Linked DNA regions of Rattus norvegicus: region 1 is linked to region 2. A link is a contact called in public Hi-C data. All regions are on one chromosome and are shown on one strand. Each heading gives the region's core, a stretch centred on a gene start, on an enhancer-like site or on the middle of the called end of the contact. The rest is flanking DNA. Distances are from core to core; before and after follow the strand shown. Region 1 overlaps LOC102547905 (a long non-coding RNA gene). Region 2 holds the start of Pten (phosphatase and tensin homolog).

Region 1 (6,554 bases), core at 3,031-5,530, 200 kb before region 2:
TGGATGGGTTGGTTACCCTGCTCCAACCACATGCCTGGGGCCATCCAACTGGTCCGCATGAGACCCAAAACCATTTTATCTGATTCCAGGGCCCCACATTTACCCCACCATGACCATCTAACCTCTAACCCAATGTTTTGAGCTGCTACTAAACCACACTATAGTTACACCCAAATACCGCTGTGCCGTTCAGGTCCCCACGACTGTGATACATGTGTGTCACAATCACTGATACAGATCAAAGGCTTATCTTGGCTCAAAACTTTGGAGCTTTCAGCCATGATTCAATAGACTCACTGCCTCTAGGCCTCTAGTGGGAATGGGGGCAATTCATCGTGGTAGGAGCCCACAGCATTGCATAAATTGTCCTTATCATGGATACCAAAGACTAGAAGGTAGGGTAGGATCTCCTGCAGGGCATATTCCTCAAGACTTAAAGGCCCTACCTTCCAAATGTTCTAGTAGCATCAGCTGTAGATCAACCCCTTAAGCACCTGAGTTTAGGGAGAACAATGATTATCTAAACCATGGTAATCACCTTCAACAAAGCTGCACCAGAGAAAAAACTCCACTCTGACAACTTTCCCCAGCCCTTGCCCCTGCTTCTCCTTTGGTTCTCTTTGCAGACATAGAAAATCCAAACTCTTCATCTCCAACCTTCCAGCCCCTGTCACATCATCCCTGTACTCTCTCTGCCTTGGTCACAGTGCTACAAACTTCTAGATGACCTCTGTTCTTGCCTTGAACCTTCCTTCCGTCTCTGGAGAAGTGTCAATGTAGCATCAACTTGGATGGCTCTAGGAAAACCAAAAAGGAGGCAGCCACAGTACCCCCAACGAAGCAGCTTTCATCCCATTTCAGGAACCACTTCCTCACAACCCCTCCTGACCTCTTCTCTTTTATCCAGAGTGTGAATTGTCAGTGCCATGACTTGGGGTACTGAAGACGTTTTATCTCACTTTTCGCCTGGCCATGTATGTGAGTCTCAATTCCCTAACGAGATTGTCGGAGTGTGAGGGCAGCTGTGTTGAAACGGTTTTCTTCTGCTTCCCACAATACATCGGACCTTGTGACAGGCACATAATGGCTGCTTGAGAGTTCCTCATCAAGATAAATTAAATTGGTTAAAGAAGATTCTCCGACACAAACAATTCTATGTAGCCATTTTTTTTTCCCATCCCTGAGTACAGAGCAGTTATTCTGCCAGAGGAAGCATTAACTTGGAGCTAATTTCACTGGATCTGGGAGGGCCAGAGCCAGTCAAGTTGACCCATTTACATTTCTTAGTCCACCTCTGCAGAAGGAGCCTGCCTCCTTCCTTCCCTTACTCTTCCTCCACCCCCAGACATCTTAGAACCCAATCACCACCTTCCGAATCCTGCCTGTCAACTTCCGCCCCCTCAAACACTGAACCGCAGTCAAATTTCTAAAGTTCAAGAACTGAAAAAGAGGAGCAATTGGCTCATTTTTCCCTTGATTCAAAGTGCTGAGGGTTTTCTAGAACAATTCTGACATCCTTTGTGTGAGCCTTCTCCTGTAGGGGATCTCATTGTGCCGCCCAAGTTAACTGGGTAGAGGTGGAAAGGGGTATATACACCTCACTACCCTGAGCCTGCAGTTACCCTTCCCCACACATATCCCATGACTCTGCTCTCTGTGCTGCCATTCTCCTTCCCCTGTACAGTGGACTTCAGAATCAACTCCAGCCATGATCAATCTGTCACCAATATAGTTCTGCCTTTGCCAGTACAAAAGATGGAATGATGAGTACTTTTCCTTCCTTTCTTTTTTTTTTCCTTCGTAAATTCCATGTTGAGAGAACCACATGATAATCCCTAATTCACCCAAGATGGAAAGACATCCCCAGCAGAAGGGCAGACAGACCTTTGGGGCTTCTGAGTATCCTATAGAGTAAAGCTACTCTTTCAACTTTGATGTGGGGACTTTAACGACTCATCTGCACCACCACCACCACCCTTTTTTTTTTTTATCATTTCAGAAGACAGCAGTGAGATTCTGCCTAGCCCTCTGAAAAGCTACCCCCAGCTCAGGCATTTCAGAGTTGTCTGAGTGGCTGGAGGACCTTGGGATCCCACTGGCCTTTCCTTGAAAAAAAAAAAAAAAAGGAATTCTCTGTAAATCATAATTACTTTCTAAGGAGAGTGACTCTTAGAAAACTTGAGAGCCAGGATGACTTTGGATATGCAAATGACCCCTAGCTAATTGAGACCGAGAGAGGCTCATGGAAGAGTTGAATGGCTTCAGATAACTAATAACAGAAAGGGATGTACAGGGGCAACTAACAGAAGGAGAATAGAAGACAAAGAAAAGCCACAACTAACCAGAGGGGCGAGGGCTTCACACTGGTTCATTGGCAAGCATGGGGGAGGGGCAGAATGTCACCATGAAGGTGTGGACCCTCAAAATAAAAGCCTCTTCATCTGCCTTTCAAATCTGCCATGAAATCTTTCCTACAGACTTCCAGGAATAAGTGGCTCTTAGGGACTTGGGTTGGTGGAACTCAGGGAAGAGACTGGGTTGCAGGCTTGCATTAACATGGGCTAAAACAACAGCAGGAGTGCAGCCAGAAAGGGGAAAAAAGCGAGAGCTAGAGACCAGGATGGTTACCAGAGAAGAACTGTCAAAGAATTTGGAGAACGGCTGATGTACTTATTACCCTGCTGGTTCAGATTAATCTCTCCAGTTGTCAACAGGAAAGAAAACATTTGTGTATGCATGTATGCGCACATATGTGCATGCACACATGCTTGTACACAGACACAGACACACACACACACACACACACACACACACACACACACACACACAGAGTTGACCAAATCCAGGACCAGACATACCCTATGTCTGGTAGCAACTGACAGATGCCTCTGGAATCTGAGGGCTCCTCTCTGCAAATGCTGAACAAATGGAACCTTGGCCTCTGACTGCCAATGATTTGTCTTCATCAATGTAAGAGACAGGTTGCTGGATACACTGGGATGGAGATAAGGACCTCAAATGTCCCCACAGTAAAGAAAGTTGATCAGGAGCATTTCAGCTGATGAAGCATGGGTTTCCCTTGATGGACCAATGCCTTTAGGTAGAATATTTGGAAGTGTCCGAAAATTGGAGGTCTTCAAAGATGGCAGTCGGGTTTCTATATAGTTGTAGCCTCTGTTATCACTGTTAAAGAGCGTGAGGATGAGCCCTGGGAAAACTAGTGCAGGAAAGAGAATGAGAAAGATAAAGGGAAGTCCCTAATTCCTGGGAACCCAACTCTAATCCCAGAGAAGAGGGGAGGCAAACTGGTCTGGTTCCCTTGTTACTGTAATAAAACAGTGTGGTCAAATGCAACTCCAAGAGGAACGCGTTTCATTGGCTCACGTTTCCAGGTCACAGTCAGTCACTGAGGGATGTTGGGGCTGCTCATTGGTCTACTCTCTGGCTCAAGCTTAACCTACTTTCTTATATAAGCCCAAATCAACTGCCTAGGTATGGGACCATCCATGGTGGCCCTATATCAGTTAGCAGTCTAGACGGTACTTCTCAGGCATGTCCACAGACCAGTGGGATAAAGACAATTCCTCAGTTCAACTGTTCCTACACCCCAGGCGACCGTTAGTGAGGATACCAACTCTGCAGACACACCCTTCCTCAGCATAGGAGGCATCCCACGCAACCTCTGACAAACCATGGCAGAAGACCCCAAAGTGTCTCCCTTGCCATGTTGTCTGTCTTTGTTATTTGTTTCTTCACGTGCCCAATAAAAGCCAGATACTCAATTGCATGTCGGGGCACAGACATGAAACAGACAGGACGGTCTTACTGCCCTGGACCAACAGCTGCTGAGCAAAGTTGTTTCAGATCCTGCCAAGAGGCAGATGGCTGAAGTAAAAGGCCCTTGGTGAGAACGGCTTGGGGTAGGGACTGCTTAGTAGCCAGTGTTTGATGAAGCTAAGTGGGAGTGGTGGACCAAGACCAAACTAGAGAAACTGCTGGAGAAGGCACCCTGAACAGAATAGCCAGTGAGTGGAGCTGGAGATGCAGGCCATCAGGAGGGCCAGCAGATCCTGCAGGGCCCTGAAAGCCACAACAGGCGGTCATCAGTACATCCGGGGGTCTTCACGAGCTGGAGGAAGCCATTCTTTCATGAGGCAGACGCTGTGCATACTGAAAAAAATCCACCAGAGGGCTCTGTAGGGAGATTCCCACCCCTGCTCTCCTCCCACTGCTGACGCTTTTCCTGTTGGAACATAGAAGCATTGTTTCCCTCTGAACAAAAGCCTCTGTAGCGAACAACCACTGTACTTTAATGAAAGGAAGAGAACCAATAGCAACCAGCACAATAGAGGAGCCCAGATGAAAGACTGAGCTGCCACTACCCCTCAGCTCCCCAGGTCCCCCATCTGCAAAACCTATGCTCAGCACAACTGGCCTGGTCACCCTCCTTTCCACTGAGGCAATCTGAGGTAGTTGTCCAGACCACAGCCAACTCTTCAAGGAACACACTTTCCTGGGAAGCAATGGCTTTAAGTACTTAAAAAAAAAAGAAAAGAAAAGAAAAGAAAAGAAAAGAAAGGAAAGGAAAAGAAAACAAGCAAAAAACCTTGTAGGATGGTGTGGTGTGAACGTAGGAGTGGGAGAGTGGGAGGTGAAGTGGCACAGCAACAGGATTTTCTATTTTGGCCAAGACTGCCTTATAAGAATTACACATATTATATTTAAGCATCATTTAATAGAGGCAAGAATTGTTCCCACCTAGCACACCCTACAACTGTGTGATCACAAAGGAGACGATTGGCTGAGATCGGAAGCAAAGGGTTGGAGAACTACTCGGTGTGTCAGCTAGGTTTATGAGAGACCTACAGAGCCTGTGGGGACACTCTCAGGTCATATTCTTTCTTCAAAGCATTTGAAGCTCTCGTTGGCCTTGCACATTCTTGCCCACCAGAGTTCTTTTTCGTCTGCTGAAATGAGTCATTTCTCCTGAGTACTCAAATCATAAACAGAGATTACAGTCATGTCTGGTCCTTTACTGCTCACTAAAAGGGGAACTTGTTGAGCTCCGGCCCAAGTGTCATTCACATCTGATGCCCTCCACCTGCTTCTGCATCCTGGCTGTGGAGCCTAACACCTGCTCTACCCTCCGCAAATGCTTATATGAAGTCTGACAAGGAAACAGGAAGCCATGGAGCTCAGAGAACAGTGTGTGCAGAGAGAAAGGGATGAACGAGAGTTCTCTGGACTGCATCCCCCCAAGACAGACCCTCACACATTCAACCCTCATTAAGGACTCTCTGTTAACTGGGTTGGTTCTTTCCTCTCATGAGGTAGAAGTCAGAAACATAATCCCCCTTTTGCCTCAAATCCCTCCCCTTAGATGGTGCCTGTGACCTCTGAGGGCCTCAGATTACAAATTTCAAAACATGGGATCCAAAGTTCCATGCACACCTGCTCACAGAAAGCCGCCGGTGGGTGGAGCCTTGGCAGATTCTGACACCTGGAGCCTCGGCAGATTCTGACCAAGGAGCTTGAGGAGGTCTCTGTCCTGTGAGTCAGAAGGATGGGTTTTAGGAGGCTGTGCTCTGGCTTGCAGTGAGCAACCTTTGTGTTAGCTTTGCTCATCAGAGCTAAAGCCTGGACTTCCCTTTGAGCTTCCCTACAGCTGAAGCACACTCTGAGCAGCTCGTAAAGCACAGGACCAGAGCAGCTGTCCTGACAGGTTTCTTAACATCTTGCCTTAGCCGTGCTGTGACTAGAACCTAGGGACTTATTGTGGGACAGGGGCAGGCAAGGATGAATAGTGAAGAAATATGGGGAAGGGGGAGGAATAAAAGAATAGCACAGAATATATTCATAAAGCAAACATGCGCCTCCCGTGAGGAATATAATGTTTATTGTGGAGGGGTGGTGTTCAACGAGATTGCTCTCTGTGCTCTGTCCTCCTCCCCTCCCCTGTACTGGTGCCAACTCTGGAAGGATCTAGTCCATTTTTGACAACTCTCACTTGGACAAACTAAAGCAAGGAAGTGACCCTGACCCAAGAAACTTTGTGATGACATTTGCAAATGCCTCCCTAAGCAGGGAGGAAAGAGTCAGGGAGGTCCCTGGATCCTTGCTTCTGGTGACGGAGAAAGCAAGATCTGCTAGACCAGTCCATCGTCAGCTCCTGAACAGTCGTGAGTATCATTTCTCCCACAGTAGCTGGAAGGATGAAGCATGACAGAGAGCGCTCAACATTCAGCCCACAGCTGTCTCCGTGGAAAGACGCTTCATTGCTTCCTTGCTCTGCCAGCACCTCGAGAGGGGGTGTTTGAGACCCACCAACAGCTCTTCCTATGACATCACTCTCACCACATCTCCCCGAACATGACTTCTGTAAGTGTACCCAGAATACCTGCACATTCCTGGATTGCATCACGCCGAGGAGTACCTATCAAATGTGTTTCCGGCGTGCAGTGTTTGTTTAATGTCACCCTCACTTATACTGCCAAGCCTCTCTCTTTGTTCAAGCACCTGGAAGAGCAGTGGCCCGACATGATAGACATGATATG
Region 2 (7,085 bases), core at 2,349-4,848:
TATGAGGTACTAATATTCCTGTGCTAAGTGTTTGAAAAGTATATCTACCAAACAAAAAAGGCTGTACCAGAAGTCTGAACCTTCCATGTCCTTTAGACATTAACTCTTGCTTTCTCACATTCCATACTGTTAAGAATAATATCCAACCAAACAAATTCTTACAGTAATTCAATTTTGCCTTCAGCAAATAAAAGTAGCCAAGTTATTACTTTCATAATGGAATTTAACTTGGCCAACCTCATTGCCAACACTGACCAGCACGAATCTTCAATGATCATTTTAATCCCTGCCCCCAAACACAGAAAACCCTAATGAGGAAGCAAGCCCTCTGGCTTATCAAAACTAATATGAGCACCCCTCTCGGAAGAGCACTGACTTTTCCCCTACTGACTCGTTTTCACATCAACATTGGGCTCAATCAAACCACAGCTCTAGAAATTAAGTGTTATTAGTCATTTGATGCAATATTTGATACTGCTTTCTATGCATACCATAACTAAAAGTACAGGTCTGGATTTCTAAGCCACATAAATTGCACATGCAGAAGCCCATGCACTATGAAATCAAATAAGGAACTGCAATCACGTCACTCTCATACTAAAAAAAAATTTACAAAATAATCTTGAAGTCCTATGGGAAGGGCAAAGCAAAGCAGAAGTGTACTTTGGAAGCTTCGAGAAGTCTATCAGGCATTCTAGATCTTTCTTTGAATGTGGGTTTTTTTTTTAATTAAATAGGTACCTGACTATTCCTTCTAGATGAAGATTACTATCATTAATTTGTACCAACAGTAAACTGCCTTGAAGCAAGTGACAACTTGGAATTTTCTCCAATTATCTTTTAGAAGGGTCAAGTTCACCCTGAGTGAAGCTTTCTCAATTAATGCAAACTCAAAAATTAAAGATTCCTCTCAAACTGTATTTTTAGCTTGAAAGAAAATTAGCCTCTGTGAAGCCAGCTCTTCAGTGAGCTTCATCTTCATTTCAGAACAAAAACTCCATCAAAATTAGCTATGCTTTTTACACCATTAACGCAATCCATCAAACCTCTTCCAAGTGAAAATTTTTCTTCAATAAATAAAGTGTCCCATAATGCTATTAGCCGGACATGTATAGACAAGTTGCTGCTGTCCTTCTATCTTATGAAAATATCTACTAATAGTAACTAAGAAATACCTTTTGCAAAGAATATCTTATTACTGATTACGCAATTACATAATTTTAACTAAATACTTACTGTTCACTTCAATGCTTGTCACATAACAAAATTTTGGGTTGTAACAAAAGGCCCAATCATTTAAAGGCTGTTTCTTCAGACCTGCAACTTGTGTTTTCACACACCTGACACACTGGCCTCCCAAAACCTCTCAATTTCTGTCAATACTTCCCACTCTGCAAAAGAGGAGGCCTCTCTTTCCTACCCCTGCCATACCTGAAACTGCAACGGTAAATGCTTTAAACCACGAACTTTTGAAGTACAAAGACCTAACTTTTAGACGATCACGACTCTACGCCGTTAAAATTCTTGGGTTTCTCTTATTCAACAAGCTGACTCAGTAAATTACTGTATGCAGAGAGCTAGCATACCTACAGTCTGGAGATGGTGATCCATTCTTGCCAGTATGTCTGGCTATTAGCTGGCTAAATTATATTTGATGTTCTACACAAAACAGGGTAAAACACACAGATAAGTCAACGGGTCAGAGCACCTGAAACCAAAAAAAAAAAAAAAAAAAAAGCAGCAAATTCATGCTACTCCTTAAATCTCACGTGAGAGCTGAGTTTAACCTCTGCAGTCATTTGCCATACAGACACAGCATCCCTAAACTCCCACAGACACCATCATCTGGGATCAAAAACTACTCCATCTCCATTCTATCATGTATGGCAAGGCCAAGTGAATGAACATACTACTGAAATGCAAATTTCATATCCTATCCCACGCCCCATCAGGAAAGTCTAATTTAAAAAAGTTCTATTAAAAGCTCCAATAATACTATTGATTTCAAACTACAAAACTTCTAAATGCAGCTCCAAAGTTGTAATTACCTCAGTTTAAACACACAAACCTACTTCTACCCTCAAATGTGCACGGTCTAGGCTGAAGATGACCATGCTTATAAAGTTATGCAAATCAGTCCACAAGTCACATTTTAGAAAAATCTTCCAATGCAACCCAGGAAACTAAAAAAAAAAAAAAAATCACTGCAAGATTCTGAGGCAATATGCCTACGTGCTGCACGGACTTTCATTTTAATCTGATCTATACCCTAGATCTAGGGCCTAAGTCACGATCTAATCGAAATATGCACGACACCACAGCGTCTATTTTTTTTAGTTCATTTAGAAGGCTCGATTGACGAGCCGACTAATCCAGTGTACAGTACTCTGCATTAACGGACAATAGATTTTAAGAACAAACCACAGAGCTCGACAAGAAACCAATCCGTGCCTTGACACTTGCAAGCAGGCATGAGTTCCGTCTAGCCGAACACTCCCTAGGTTGAATACACTGGAAGAGACAGAAAATACACGATCTAGAAACGCGACCAGTATTAAACGTTATAGTCACCCCAACTACAGAAAATTTTCGCATCCGTCTACTCCCACGTTATCAGAGTGACAGAAAAGCAAAGAGGAACAGCCGCAGAAATGGATACAGGTCAAGTCTAAGTCGAATCCATCCTCTTGATATCTCCTTTTGTTTCTGCTAACGATCTCTTTGATGATGGCTGTCATGTCTGGGAGCCTGTGGCTGAAGAAAAAGGAGGAGAGAGATGGCAGAAGCTGCTGGTGGCGAGGCTTCTTCTGCAGGATGGAAATGGCTCTGGACTTGGCGGTCGCTGATGCCCCTCGCTCTGCTGCCGCTTGGCCCTGGACCGCAGCCGGGTAATGGCTGCTGCGGCGGCTGCTGGATGGTTGCAGCGACTGGGCCTGCTTCTCCTCAGCAGCCAGAGGCCTGGCAGCCGAAGCAGCGGAATGGGGAGAAGACGGATAATCCTCGCAGCGGCTGCCTCCTCCGGCGGCCTCCGGAGCCCGGGCCAGGGGGGGTGCGGCGGCGGCGGACGGGAGGCTTAACACCGGCCCGGGTCCCTGGACGTGCCGCCGCCGCCGCCGCCGTGTTGGAGGCAGGAGAAGGGGAGAGAGCAACTCTCCGGCGTTCCCAGCCCTGGCAATGGTGACAGGCGACTCCGACCCCCTCCCCGGAGCCGCGGCCGCCGCCGCCGCTTCTCCCCCCCGCTCCAGGAGCGGGAGGTGCAGCCGCCGAGCCTGCGCCGGCTCCCGCCCGAGCCCACGGCTTCCACCGTCTCTTTCCGAAGCTGCTCAGAGGCTGCCCGGTTAGAACAGACGACGAGGAGGCGAGGCCCGCCGCCGCTGCCGCCGCCGCCGCCCGGCCGGCTCCCCGAGGGCGCTGCCCCCGCGGCTGCTCACAGGCGCTGAGAGGGGCTCTGGGCCGCGGCCGCCGCCGTCTCTCATCTCCCTCGCCTGCGCCGGGCCTGGCCTCACAGCGGCTCAACTCTCAAACTTCCATCATGGCTGCAGCTTCCGAGAGGAGAGAGCTGAGCGCAGCCGCGTCCCGACGCCCAAGCGCATATCCTGCCGCAGTGCACAAAGAGTCCCGCCACATCACCGTGCGCCGGCCAGCCCGCCCCCTCCGCCACCCAGCCGGGAGAGCCGGGCGCCTCCGAAGCCGGAGGGAGGCGAGAGGCGGGCGCCGAGCCGGGGGAGGGGCGGGGCGGGGAGGGGCGGGGCGTCGGTGGGACAGGGGCGGGGAGCGCCGCGGAGCATGCCCAGTGTGGCCGCGGCTCGCTCCTGGAGCTACGCCGGCTTCGGCCTCAGCGCAGAGACCCGGCAAAGGGTAGGGCAGGTTGTGGCCGAGCGAGGGTGCGCGGAGCAGGATCGCTGACCGCTCACAGGTGGATCGGACTAGCTGACCGCGTTGGTCAGCACCCTAGGAACCTCAGGGCCAGGTTCACCCTTCCTGCGTAGGTCCCTGTGTTTCTTTCGAGCGGCTTGCACGCCCTGCCCTGCGCTGTGGTCAGATTGCAGTGCTTCCTAGGATTTGTCGGCGGCAAGTCTTTACCTAGACAGCGCACCTCACCCCCACGGTGTCCTCAAGGTGTCAGTCTTTGCACAAAGAACAACCCCCTATTGTGTCTCCCGCGTGGGTCACCTCATCGGGCTCCGGTTCCCTGCCCCGCCTCTTGCTTCCCAGGCAGCTGGGTTCATTTGCCCGAAAGATGAACGCTCCCAGCCAAGCATGATGATTGTGCATACGGGGCGTGTACATTGACATCTGCCCCTGAGTTTCCAGGGCCCAAAGGACACCCCTGGGTAGACAAAGTGGATCTCCGTGAATAGAGTGCACCTCACACACACCCCTCCACCTCCCGGCGAAGAGCCCCGCAGCTCCCCGCAGCGGTAGGTCCACCGGATCACAGTCAGGCTCCATCTTCTAGGAGATAAGCCGCCCCTCCCCCTTCGTGGCCGCTAAGAAAACCCGGCAGAATTGGATCGCGGTGGCCAAGTTCTGACCCTGTCGGACGGTGCACGTTCGAGGACCCGGTTACTGAGCCCGGGTGTGGAGTATGGGACGGTCGGAAGCTGCAGCCAGCGAGTGGGCGGGGCGAGCAGGCCTGGGAGGGCTCAAAGGCTAGGTGGAAGGATACATGAGCCGCAGTCGGAACTACTTTCAGGAGGAGGTCACGTGTGGTCCTAGTTGGGGAACTTTCCAAATTCCCATTCCCCTATCTGTGTGCTCCTGAGGCAGGAGCTTGGTCCCCTCTTCTCTATTAGATGATCTTCCGGGACCCCATGCCCCGTGTAGGCAGCTGAACCCCTCTCTTCGGAGTCAGAGCGGAGAATAGCACCCACGAGCGGTCCGCAGGAGCGCTGTCGGGGCCAAGCGCCTGGGGAGCTGGTTACACAAGCAGCCACATCCAAGCACGTGCCCCCGCCACCCCTCTCTGCTGGCCGCCGCCGGTTTGTGAACGCTGACGCTGAGAGTCCCCAAGCTGTTCCTCCCTTTCGCTTGTAACCCATAGAGCTAGCCAGAAGGCCGGGACACGAGACTTCTGCTCTGGATCTGCCCACACCGCGCGTTCCCAACCGTGGGAGAAAAGGCAGGGCCCTAGGGGGTTTGACGCATCTCCGCTTAATGAGGTGAACCCTTTCTAGATCTGTACTCGTGGGGCAAAAGGGTATCTCCTGTTGCTGCTGGCTGCTTGGGCTTACCGATGTTGCAACAAACTTCCAGTCACTGCCCCTGAACTGGTGAGCGCGCCCCACCTACCGTAGACTCAGCCAAGTGACTTATCTGAGCACCTAGTCAATGGCTGTCAGCCCAGAACGAACCTGTCAAGTAAAAGCTTACTGCCGGGATTGGCTGACCTGTCGCGGTTGAGAGAGCTGGTTCAGAAATGCTGATAACTAGCGCACAGCCCCTCCTCCCCCACCAGCCAGCCACAAAGCAAGCGATCACCTTGAGCTTGGAGAAAAAATGACATCAACTCCGATGTAGGTAGGGATTTCTTCCTTATTGTTCTTTTCCCAGGAGACTTAGTTCTCGGGGTGGCAATTTGAGTTCTAAAGTATTTCTGACCTGAGACCCAAGCTGAAGCCCTGGGTCATTTTAGAAATTTGGAGAATAATAATCAGTTATCATGAGTATTGCAATAATTGCGAGTAGGTGTCTAGGAAAGGCCAGCTGAGGGTTTATGAAGTATAAGAGAAAGAAAATTTCGTTATGTCCACGGCATAGTTGCAGGCAGCCCCTGAAGCCTAGAAACCTCAAGAGGCCAGGCTCAGAGAGCTGTGGGCCATTACCTAACTGCAGGACTGCTAATTAAACCAGGGATATTTACAGTTCTATTAGAGCTCTCTGAAGCTACGCAAACCTTGCATTTAGATGCATCCTTTAAAGAGCTCTCTGCAGGATTAGCTGCCCCAACTAAGAAAGCCTGGATGTTTATTGCAGGCTGTTTGAGGGCAAGGTTCTGTTCAGTTGAGGGAGGGATTGCAGGGATGACCAATGAGAGCCATCTCAAAGCAATAGATGAGAGGGCTCTATTTGGTTTCTAAAGATGTAAATAAATTTTACTCACACAGCCTAATCTAAGATGGAGATCTGTTTTACACAGAATCCCCAATGCCAAAGTGTTAGCTGAGATACGTAGTAAAAACCTAAATTGTGCTCAGTAGAGTGTCTACTACTGCTTGGTGGGGGAAATAAGGATGAATTTCCATCAAGAGAAGTAGGTTGAAGAGGGGAAATGGCCCGCATATGTTCCTGTCCCCAGAGTCCCTGTCACTAAGCTTCTTTTGCCTCTTCCCTGGAGGCATCTTGTGTGACTTTCCTCTGAGTGTCTAAGAAGCTTGGAAATCATCCTCTAAAGAAAAAGACATTCATCCCTACCCTTCCTGATGCCTGGCTGGAGGAAAAAGAATCCCTTTCTGTTTCCAGAGCATCACTGTAGAGCACAGGGATGCACATTGTAGCACTGAAGTCCTGGAACATGACCCCAGCCCATAAGCACCACCAAGTGAGGGAAGAAAACTGAAACCCAGCTAGCTGCTTCTCTGTGCTTCCGGCTCAGCTACTCTCCAATGGTGAATGAGCAGACACACAGAGTGGGCAGGTGTGTGGCCCCTCTGACATCAGCTGACACCATCAGGTCTTGTTGGGAGTTTCTAAAAAAAAAAATACCGACTTCCTTTGTTTTGTTTTGTTTTTTAAGATTTATCTATTTATTATATATAAGTACACTGTAGCTGTCTTCAGAGACACCAGAAGAGGGCATCAGATCTCATTACAAATAGTTGTGAGCCACATTGTGATTGCTGGGATTTGAACTCAGGACCCTGAGAAGAGCAGCCTGTGCTCTTAACTGCTAAGCCATCTCTCCAGCCCCTCCACTTCCTTTCACAGCATTAAGTATGTTTCAGTGCAACCTTTTTAAAAAAATGTTGGTGTTTTTCACTTCTTTATTCCACTCAAAGGATGTGAATAGGACAGGACAGAGAACAACAGAAAATATTTAAATACACACACACACACACACACACACACAGAGAGAGAGAGAGAGA

What was found. A called contact is a pair of places that touch in the nucleus more often than the background predicts.
Region 1: a Hi-C map of Schwann cells shows a contact between it and region 2, with 6 times the contacts expected there. The contact joins the enhancer-like site here to the promoter of Pten in region 2. A contact is called at or near these places in 6 of 12 Hi-C or Micro-C datasets (the A7r5 cell line, Schwann cells, frontal cortex and 2 more) and 1 of 1 datasets of contacts at active chromatin or transcription factors (oligodendrocytes).

Annotation. Positions count from the first base shown.
Region 1 is chr1:240,244,402-240,250,955 of GRCr8, reverse strand. LOC102547905 (a long non-coding RNA gene) reads right to left here. Exons shown (of 5, transcript XR_005499647.2): 5 at 5,880-6,204. Among named protein-coding and RNA genes, the nearest start is that of Pten, 200 kb to the right of the region's middle. Within about 2 kb of position 4,280, at least 20 of the 93 cell types and tissues checked have an H3K27ac peak or open chromatin away from gene starts, as enhancers often do. A contact at or near this core is called in the A7r5 cell line and Schwann cells, where this site is marked.
Region 2 is chr1:240,040,220-240,047,304 of GRCr8, reverse strand. It overlaps Pten (phosphatase and tensin homolog), which reads right to left and starts at 3,598. Exons shown (of 9, transcript NM_031606.2): 1 at 2,660-3,598. The coding sequence starts at 2,738.